Regions from separate parts of the Mus musculus genome. Here all the other regions are linked to region 1. Evidence: chromatin contacts called from public Hi-C and promoter capture Hi-C data. All regions are on one chromosome and are shown on one strand. The core of a region is the stretch at or near the end of the contact, and the rest is flanking DNA. Distances in the headings are between cores, read along the strand shown. Region 1 holds the start of Nxph1 (neurexophilin 1). Region 2 has its middle 7.9 kb from the start of n-TVcac5. Region 3 has its middle 320 kb from the start of n-TVcac5.

Region 1 (3,318 bases), core at 575-3,074:
GAATGGCTGGCAGTCCGCAGCATCCCCGCCTCTGGCCACCGCAGCCACAGGTTTACAGTTCCCGGCAGCAGCGCCCCTCCCGAAGCCAACTGGAGCACCCTACTCTCTCCAGCACCCACCGTTGCCCTGTGCACCTCCCTGCCTCACTTCTCGCCACTCCCCTGGCGGTCGCTTTCCTCCCAACGACCCCCTCCCCCCCCAGGGGGTGCTTTGGCCACCAGAGACGCAAGCAGGGCTCATTCCTCCCTGAGGGCCAGGAGGCCCGCAGAGAGCCTGAGAGTGGAATCTATTTACACGCGGTATTAATTAGTCTTTGAGGAGTCGTTCACCCACGTGTCAATGTAATTGTTGGTGTCCCGGCTGTAGGCTCGACCAGCCGCGACCGGGAAGAGAAAACCGCTCAGTCGCGGCGGGGAGTTGAAACCGCGCTCTGCGGAGCGTCCCCCCGTGGCCGGGCAGGACCTCGGACAGCGCCCGCGACACCAATCCTTAGTCGCCTTGGGGCTTTCCAGCCTTGCTGGTAAAGCTGGGGCTGCTTCCTGTGCTTGCAGCTTCCAAAATTTCGTCACCACACCCCTTCTGAAACTGGGACTCATCGCGCCTGTTGTGTGGCTTTCTTTTTCTTCCGAAAGGTTCGGGTCTTATCGCTCAAGTTCAAGTCCGGAGGACTTGCCCAGTCTCCTCCCCTTAAGTCATTCTCTATCCTCTGGCAACCGCGGAAATCCGGGAGTCCTAGGCTGCTGGTGTCAGTGCCAACACAGGCAGTCCGGGTCGGTCGGGTGCAGCAACCGGGCGCATTCGTCTCTCTCCCTCCCTTTCTTCCTTCCTCCGTCGTCTTCTCTACCTGCCCCTCCTTCTCTTGCCTCTTAAGTTTCCTGCACCGGGAATTCAACTGTGCCAAGCCTAGGCTCCCGCGGACCAATCCGGATCGCGACCCGGGCACTGGGACAACGACTCCGCCAAGGCTGGACGAGGCAGCTGGACCTGTCCTCGCCCGAGCATGGAGACGGAGCTCCGGGGAGGGCACGTCCCGGGCGCTGGAGACTCCAGGCCGTAGTAGCTCCTCCATGGAGCCTGTTCAGAGCGGTTCTTGCTCGCTGCATTTGCCTCCAGTCCTGTGCGGTATGTACCGGTCGCCTCCACCGTTCTTGGCAGGGACACGTTGGGGCAGGGTGGTGGTCATCACCAGGAAGGGACAGCGGGGTGAAACTCTTCTTGGGCATAAGGCATGTCTAATAGGTGACCCTCAGAGTCCCAGACAGGTTTCTACTGTAGAAGTTAGCAACTGGCTGTGCCCCTTCGTTCAAAAAAGTAGTGCTAGGGATGTGATTGTGGGTGTCTATCTGTATTTCAGGAGGTTCAAATGGGTAAACTGAGCCCCGCTTTCCTATATGCAAATTGCACCCCCCTCCCCACCCCCATTTCACGGGTACCTAATCCGGGTCAGTTCTACCTACCCTTGCCCTGCCCGCACCCCCCTCTCTCAGTCTCTTGCTCGCTTGCTTTTGCTATCTCTCTCTGCTGCTGTGTACGTGTGTGAACCCTGCCAGGGCTGGCGAAGAACCAGCCGCCGCCTTTAGTCCCAGCCTCCCGCCTTCAAACACTAGGGCAGGTCTGGCTGCCAGAGACAGTTGGCCTCCTAACCAGCCTGTGAGCTGCTCTCTCTGTGCCTAACCCCTTCTGGCCTCCGCCGTTCGGGCGCTGGCTTCCGAGACGCGCCGGGCTCTGGGAACCCCCTGCCACCGCTCAAGCCCGCCCGCTCGCTCGCCCGCCCGCCTGCGGACCGCACTCGCTTGTTCCTGGAGCTGGATTGGCTCGCTTTTCCAATCTTTGCGTCCCCCTTCCAAGCTTTTTGACTCCATCACTCCACACCAAGAGCCCCTTTCCCCTCGCTTGATCGTCAGCCTTGTCCGCGTGGTCATGGGATGTCTAATTTCATTTGTATCTAGGCTGCTGAGAGCGCTCCCTGCTCTGTAAAGTGGATGTCAGGTGGATCTATGTTTTTGAAGGAACAAAGACTCAGCCAAGGCACCGCCAAGGAAGTTTGAGAGGAGGGAGGATGCAGGCTGCGTGCTGGTACGTTCTTCTCCTCCTGCAGCCCACCGTCTACTTGGTAAGTGGCGATCGGTCCGGTCCGGCATCTTTGAGATACCTCCCTAGCCTGGAGGCCAAGCAACTGGGGTGAGAGGGGGGGGGGTGCGGGAGGGCGAGGCCGCCAGTTCAGTGAGAGCTGAGTGTTCCCAGAGAGTGGAAGAACTTTGGGAAGCTTTGGTTTGGATTCCTGCGAGAGTTTTTCAGGCTCTCATCCTCATTTTTTGCTCTATTTTCCGTCTCCCGGATCATGATTCTTAACAGGACCTTACAGGTCCAGAAACCAGGAGGTAGTAGGCGAGGATGCCTTGGGAGGAAGGGGAGAAGAAAGGTATTGGGAATCATGAAACTCTTAGCAGCACTTCTTCCCCCACCTAGTTTAAATGAAAGGGGGTGGAGGTGGGCTTGAAGAGCCGAACAGGAATCTACTCACTGCCCCACTGCCCCAGCGCCCCCAATTTGGGTTTGTGGCACATCAAGAAAGTGCAGGTAACTCCCTGAGACTTACAGGGGTGCAGCTGGTGTAAGTTTATCCGCCAGACACATAGCAAACGACCAGGCAGTTAGGTCAGAGATACACCTGCAAACATAACCCTCTCTCGCCTTCCAAGGTCCAGTTGCCATTAAATAACAGAAGCATAGTTTCAGTGAGGGGTTTCTTTTTAGGGAATGGCAAGCCTTGTCACTAGGGAGAGAATCTTGTCCTGTCCAGGTTCCTCCAGAATCAGTTTTCGGAGGTTTGGACTTGACACAATCTTAGAACCGACGCGGGGAGAATCGCTCTGTGTGGCTAGGGAGTTGTGGGCATCACCGCGAGCCTAGGAGAGTGTGATATTTTCTCCGCGTTTGATTTCTCAGAGGGCCAGGGACACTCGCGTTCTGCCGGCGAGGTTGAGCCTAGTGTTCTGAACTCCACAGCAGATTCCGGGCCACGGGAGTGCACCGAAAACTCAAGGTGTTCTGTGGAGGGGCGAGGAGCGCAGGCGCTGCGGTAGCAGCTGGAGTTTTCTAAACCGGCTGGATAAATGGGACTAAGAGTGGTGTTAGTGTCTTTCATTCCCAAGAGCTTCAGAATCCACCAGCCCGGATACTGTGCTATCCCTGCAAGTGGCCGTGTTTTTCGGTCTTAGCTCTGGCGCCTGCGATCGCGGGGCTGAGAGTTCTGTGAATCCGGTACATATGCGCGCGCGTGTGAGTACGTGTATTTACCCGGTTCCGGCTTCCGGC
Region 2 (3,327 bases), core at 46-2,545, 1.1 Mb after region 1:
CTTCAAGCTTTTAACCTTATGGTAAAAAGAACATCAGAGACTGTGTAATATGACTTAGAAAGATTAGTGATTCTTTCTCTTTCCCTCATTGTGACCAGTTATTATAACTCAATCTTGGACTGGTCTAGTAACAATTCCAGTATTAGAGAATCCCAGGGAAGTTAGCTAAATATTCTTTATTACTTAACAAAGTTAAATTAGAACACAGCCTCCTCTCCCAGAAAGATTGAAGCCTTTCTGTGATTCTCAAGGTCACCTCCCCCACACTGGGAGCTCTAAGTCTAAGCTTGAGCATTGCTAATTTGCAATTGAATGGAGTACCTGGACTTCCCCCAAAGTAGCTTTTGTACTGTTGCCTTTCACTGCCTGGACTTTGTTTTTCAAGCAGTTCAGTCAATGTCCTTCAGCCTGACTGCAACAGATGTGCATTCCCAACTCCAAGCAGGTTGCAGTTACTAATCTTCACTCAAGTAGCACTCCAGTACATATTGTGGCTTTTGGTCTGATTTGGGATTAAGGTTTGCTATGAGGGCCAGACAGTCTAAGACAGACACCAAAATCTCAAAGTCATATTAATCTAGGCAGAGGTACATGCCAAGAGGCCGTGGTTTATTAATAATCCACCAAGATCCATGTAAGAATTGGAGGCAAAGGTTAATGTCTTAAAGTAGTAGTCCTAACAATAGGTCAGGACATACAATATATTAAGGCTAAAAAGGCAGAAATTTCAGATATAAGCAATAGTCACTTAGACACTTGGAACATTGATGAATTGGCCAGAGATTTAAAAATAACCTAAGTGCATTGAATCCCCTGGATTGGGTTCAATATATTATTATACTTGCTATTATTATTGGCATTATTTTATTAGTAAATCATTATGTTTCCACTCATCTTTAGAGCACTCCTAAGATCTATAGCTATGACAAGGCAGGACATTCTGGAACTTCGACAAAAATATAAGAATGGGAGAATGCTATGCACATCCCAGTGAAGTTTGCTTGGCAGGCTGAGAGGCCTGGGAGCACTCATGAGGCAAAGAGTTTCATGGAAACTCACCTCCTGGAATTTTAGCGTTCTCAAAACCTGTACATTCTTACCCTATCTCTGCATTAGTCTGGTGTATGGATCCATGTGCTCTTCTTTAGTATTATCTTACTATAAGTGCCTTTTATGATTGAATTCTGATATAGTTAAACCTTCGCTAGTGTTCCAATGTCCTAGAAAGACCTTAAAGCCGACAACTTGGAATTCACTAGGAATTCTGTAAGGAAGTTACCTATTCAGTAAGAAATTATGCATTACAAAAGACAGAGACTGCAGCTCAGGGCTGGTCTGCAAAATGTTTACTAGAACAGTAAAGACAGTCTTAACCAAAAAGGGTATACCATGAGAAAAGTTAGGGAATACACTGAGACAGGTTTCTTCACTAGGCCCAAAGAAATTAGGCAGAACTATAGAGCATAAATAAATTTTATACCTCAGTATAGCCTTTTTTTAAAATATTAATAACAGGGAGGAGATGTAGTCTCCCACAAGCCTGAAGAAGGCTGAGCCAGACCTTGACTTTGCTATATCACTAAGGAGATGACCTAGGGTGGAGCCTACCTCACTGGATCACTCTATTGTTCAGCCATTGCTGCTGCTGCTACCTGCTGGGAGTCGGCCGAGCTCTTACAGAGTCTACATCTGATCCTACACATGGTCACCTCCAGCTTGGTGGAAATGAGACTCCCCTCTCCTTTATAAAGCATGTCCACCATTAAAAATTTGAACTTTGAGCAGACTAGCTTGTCTTGGTTCCATTATTTCTCTACATGCCTAGACTCCCTCTCCTCTTCCAGTTCCAAAATGCCTCCCAGGATGGAACCGGACATGAGAGCCATAGCCTGGCCCCAACACTTCTATGGCCAGTTTTCTGAGGAACCACCAGACTGATTTCTAGAGTGGTTGTACAAGCTTGCAATCCAAGCAGCAATGGAGGAGTGGTCCTCTTTCTCCACATTCTTGCCATCATCTGCTGTCACTTAATTTTTGATCCTAGCCAATCTGATTGGTGTGAGGTGGAATCTCAGGGTTGTTTTGATGTGCATTTCTCTGATTATTAAGGGTGTTGAACACTTTTTCAAGTGCTTCTCAGCCCTTCAGTATTCCACAGTTGAGAATTCTTTGTTTATCTCTGTACCCCATTTTTAATGGGGTTATTTGAATATCTGGATTTCAGCTTCTTGAACTCTTTGTATATATTGGATAATAGTCCCCTATCAGATTTAGGATTGGTAAAAATCCTTTCCCAATCTTTTGGTGGCCTTTGTGTCTTATTGACAGTATCTTTTCCCTACAGAAGCTTTGCAATTTTATGAGGTCCCATTTGTCGATTCTTGATCTTACAGCACAGGCCATTGCTGTTCTATTTAGGAATTTTTCTCCTGTGCCCATATCTTCGAGGCTTATCCCAACTTTCTTCTCTATAAGTTTCAGTGACTCTGGTTTATGTGGAGCTCTTTGATTCACTTAGACTTGAGCTTTACACAAGGAGATAAGAATGGATCAATTCACTTTCTTCTATATGATAACTGCCAGTTGTGCCAGCACCACTTGTTGAAAATGCTGTCTTTTTTTTCCATTGGATGGTTTTAGCTCTGTTGTCAAAGATCAAGTGATCATAGGTATGTGGGTTCATTTCTGGGTCTTCAATTCTATTCCATTGGTCTACTTGTCTGTCACTTTACCAGTACCATGCAGTTTCCATCACTATTGCTCTGTAGTACAGCTTGAGGTCCAACATGGTGATTCCCCCAGAGGTTCTTTTATTGTTGAGAGTAGTTTTTGCTATCCTAGGTTTTCTGTTATTCCAGGTGAATTTGCAAATTGCCCTTTCTAATTTTATTGAAGAATTGAGTTGGAATTATGATCGGGATGGCATTGAATCTGTAGATTGTTTTCATCAAGATAGCTATTTTTACTTTATTAATCCTCCCAATACATGAGCATGGGAGATCTTTTGAGGTGGAATGAGCCTTCTGAAATCTGCATCACAAGTGCAGGTGGTAGTCTAGGTAAAAAGCATGGAAGAAAAAAGCTCTTGATTTTGACTGTTTGCCTGCACTCTATCTGGCAAGTTGATTCCTTGACTGGTATAATAGATGACCTTCTTTCTTTCTTTCTTTCTTTCTTTCTTTCTTTCTTTCTTTCTTTCTTTCTTTCTTTCTTTCTTTCTTTCTCCTCCTCCTCCTTCTCTTTCTTCTTCTTCTTCTTCCTCTTCTTCTTCTTCTTCTTCTTCTTCCTCCTTCTCCTCCTCCTCTTCTTCCTCTTCTTCCTCTTCTT
Region 3 (2,970 bases), core at 270-2,769, 1.5 Mb after region 1:
GAAAAAAATCAAATTACAGAGGGAAACAATGTTAAAACCACAGGTGAAAACATTAGTTCTTAGCTTAATCACAAGTCCTGTGAATTTTCAGAAACTCAGAGCAAAGAATAAGGTTAATATTTAAGAGAGTAGAGCAAGAGGAAGAATAAAATATCTTGAAGACATACATGTAAATAGCAGCACAGAATTCAAAGAATTTCTGTCTTTGAAGTCTAGCATCAGCTGGGGATGTGCTCTCTAGGATCGCAAAGAATCTAACTAACCAACAATTAAATACACTCTTGAGTAGGATTAAACGCCTTAACACTGGCAATGAAGTTTAAAAAAATCCCCAAAGAGATGAAAAATTATTAAGTGCTTGTTTATTTATAAGAGTCACAAAGATTTAAGCCCTTTCAAATTCTTGAGAAGATTTAAACAAATATTTCATAGTAGGAAAAAAATGACATAATGTTTTGAAAATAAATAGTTAATGATATGATGCAACAAAATGATTTCTAAAAATAGATATTACTATAATTTTTAGGGGTTTGTATTCTCTTTTACCACCAAGTGAACATTGAAAATAAGACATTTAGCATAGTGCAAATGTCCACATGATTAAAAATGTAATATTACTGAAAAAAGGGCAGGTGAGTAACAATTTTACACAAGCTATAATAATTAGCTAGACATACTTTTTTGTAAAATAATATGCATTATTTTCAGAAAATCATCTCACATCGATGAGTTGCTATCAGATTTTAGTATTGCAAATATTTTTTGTTTGAATTCTAAGGATGCTATCTTAAAGGATAAATTTAAGGATGATATCATTAGAACTGTGACCAAATTTTCAATATATTGTATGAAATCAAAGTCAATAAAAAAATTCTTCAACAAAAAAATACTAAGAAACACTTGATCTCACTATAGAGAGAAAATTAGTTTTTAATAGGTGGGTTAGTTACTATTTAACAATGAAATACTTGACCAGAGCATTCTAGATAATAACAACATTATCTTATCCTGTCTTGATGTCTGAGGGCGCAAATGTCCGTTGTAATGGGGCAGCATGGAAGCAGCACAATAGGATGCTGTCTCTTTGTACTGTAATCAGGATCCAGAGGGACATCATAACTGTTTTTCAATGTGTTTTTTTTTTTTCTTTTAAGCAATGGGGTGGCACAGTCTACATTTAGGGTAGACATTCCCTCATCCTTTAAACATCTCTGAAAATCTTTTAAAAATAGTCTATCTCCTAGATAATTCAACTAAACAATCTGGCAACAAATATTACCATCAACAATTCTAAGGAGATTTTAAAAATTACTTTCAAGTATAACTCCTCTGTAGCAACTACTCTGCTGGTAGAGGATATCAATAATAAGGTCAAATCTGTATTCTATTATAAATCACTGCTGATTATGTAAAACAAAGATGTTCAGCTATGCCTTCCCCCCAGCCTTGAGCAGGCTGAATCAGACCTTGTTTGCCATAGTCAGCACACCTAGGGTGGAATCTTCTGACCCAGGTGAAGTCTATTGTTCTGCCATGTCGGCAGCTTCCTGCAAGAAACACTACCTGCTGAGCAGCTGACCTTGTCTTCCTGAGGAGATCCTGGCAAAGGGACAAAAGCATGACAAAGAGGGAGATGGGTCTCCCCCTTTTAAATTCAGACCCGAGAATTAGAACACTGAGCCTTGATCAGACAACTTTCTCTTGGCTTGTTATTTCTCACACCATTCTTTCCATCCATCCCCAGCTTTCCTTTCAGGAACCCAATAACCTGTGGTCACTGGTGGCTACATTCAGCCTGTGCTTTGCCCCTCTATCCCCTCAATCTCTCTCTCTCTCTCTCTCTCTCTCTCTCTCTCTCTCTCTCTCTCTCTCAATCTCTCTCTCTAAATATATATATTTATGTATGTATGTTACCAACTAGCTTTTAAGAGCGCTAAAGACTACCTGAAAACTGCAGCCAGAAAGACTGACACAGGTTATTAATCATTATTATTCAATATATATGAGCATTATTGAAAGATACATATATTTCTGATGCAACACTCTCACCAGAGTCCTTAAAGTGAGAAATTAGCAAGTTGATTCACTGGCAAGCCCTCAACTTCTGTCTAAGAAGGATGGCTCCATTCATCCTATAAGAGAAAAAGAAACATTAAGGAGGCAATGAACACCAAGTGTTTTAAAATTCAGAATCAGTTAGTTCAAATTTATATATCTTTATTATTTTATTATTTATTATAATAATTATGTGCCCTTTGGTGTGTGTGTGTCTGTGTGTGAGAGCGAGTGAGCGAGAGAGAGAGAGAGAGAGAGAGAGAGAGAGAGAGAGAGAGAGAGAGAGAGAGAATGCTTACATATTCATGTGCCAAATTATGTGTTGGTGGTCAGAAAACAATTTTCTGAATTGGTTCTCTTCTGCCACCTTGTGGGACCCACAGATTGAACTCAGGTCACCTTGTCTGCATGCAAAGCACATCAAAGAGCACTTCCAGATTTCAAGAATAAATGTGAAATTATTAGCTCAATATGTTGTGAGAATTTAGACATTGATTGATAATATAAAGAAAGCAATAAAAATGATGGGTCAATAGAGGGACATTAATTTTTTTTTCTATAGGAGCAATTGAGTTAGCTCTTTAGATTGGACAGACAACTGCTTAACCACAAACCTACACTTGTAGATCCATTGGAAGAAGCCCCACCATTTTACTTAGAATCCAAAGAAATAAACCATTACTTGTGGGTGGGGGGAGGGAAACTCTGAGTTCATACTCAAAAGATATTAGCACCATTCAGTTACAAAGTTGGGATAAAAGAAGCTTTAGCTCCCAATCTAGAAAACATTAGATTGTACACAAATTGAATTTTTAAAGGAAAGATTTCATTGCTTTTATAATCATATGTCGTATAATAATCTTACCTATTCCACATGGAGCAATCTAAGCCTTGAAGTATCTGGCTGTAGCCATA

The links. Promoter capture Hi-C pulls out the DNA fragments that hold promoters and counts their contacts. Hi-C and Micro-C count contacts between places; a contact is called where the count stands out from the background.
Region 2: a contact with region 1 is called in a Hi-C map of embryonic stem cells, with 4 times the contacts expected there. The contact joins the enhancer-like site here to the promoter of Nxph1 in region 1. A contact is called at or near these places in 4 of 39 promoter capture datasets (the 3T3-L1 cell line, embryonic stem cells, frontonasal cranial neural crest and 1 more), 1 of 484 Hi-C or Micro-C datasets (embryonic stem cells) and 1 of 115 datasets of contacts at active chromatin or transcription factors (astrocytes).
Region 3: a contact with region 1 is called in a promoter capture Hi-C map of embryonic stem cells, with 5 times the contacts expected there. The contact joins the enhancer-like site here to the promoter of Nxph1 in region 1. A contact is called at or near these places in 8 of 39 promoter capture datasets (cranial neural crest, embryonic stem cells, frontonasal cranial neural crest and 5 more), 3 of 484 Hi-C or Micro-C datasets (cerebellar granule neurons, embryonic stem cells and nephron progenitors), 5 of 115 datasets of contacts at active chromatin or transcription factors (astrocytes, embryonic forebrain, embryonic hindbrain and 2 more) and 1 of 9 other capture datasets (embryonic stem cells).

What each region holds. Positions count from the first base shown.
Region 1 is chr6:8,948,195-8,951,512 of GRCm38.p6, forward strand. It overlaps Nxph1 (neurexophilin 1), which reads left to right and starts at 1,825. Exons shown (of 2, transcript NM_008751.5): 1 at 1,825-2,113. The coding sequence starts at 2,060.
Region 2 is chr6:10,090,821-10,094,147 of GRCm38.p6, forward strand. No RefSeq gene overlaps it. Among named protein-coding and RNA genes, the nearest start is that of n-TVcac5, 7.9 kb to the right of the region's middle. Within about 2 kb of position 1,296, at least 5 of the 459 cell types and tissues checked have an H3K27ac peak or open chromatin away from gene starts, as enhancers often do. A contact at or near this core is called in embryonic stem cells, where this site is marked.
Region 3 is chr6:10,423,277-10,426,246 of GRCm38.p6, forward strand. No RefSeq gene overlaps it. Among named protein-coding and RNA genes, the nearest start is that of n-TVcac5, 320 kb to the left of the region's middle. Within about 2 kb of position 1,520, at least 2 of the 459 cell types and tissues checked have an H3K27ac peak or open chromatin away from gene starts, as enhancers often do. A contact at or near this core is called in embryonic stem cells, where this site is marked.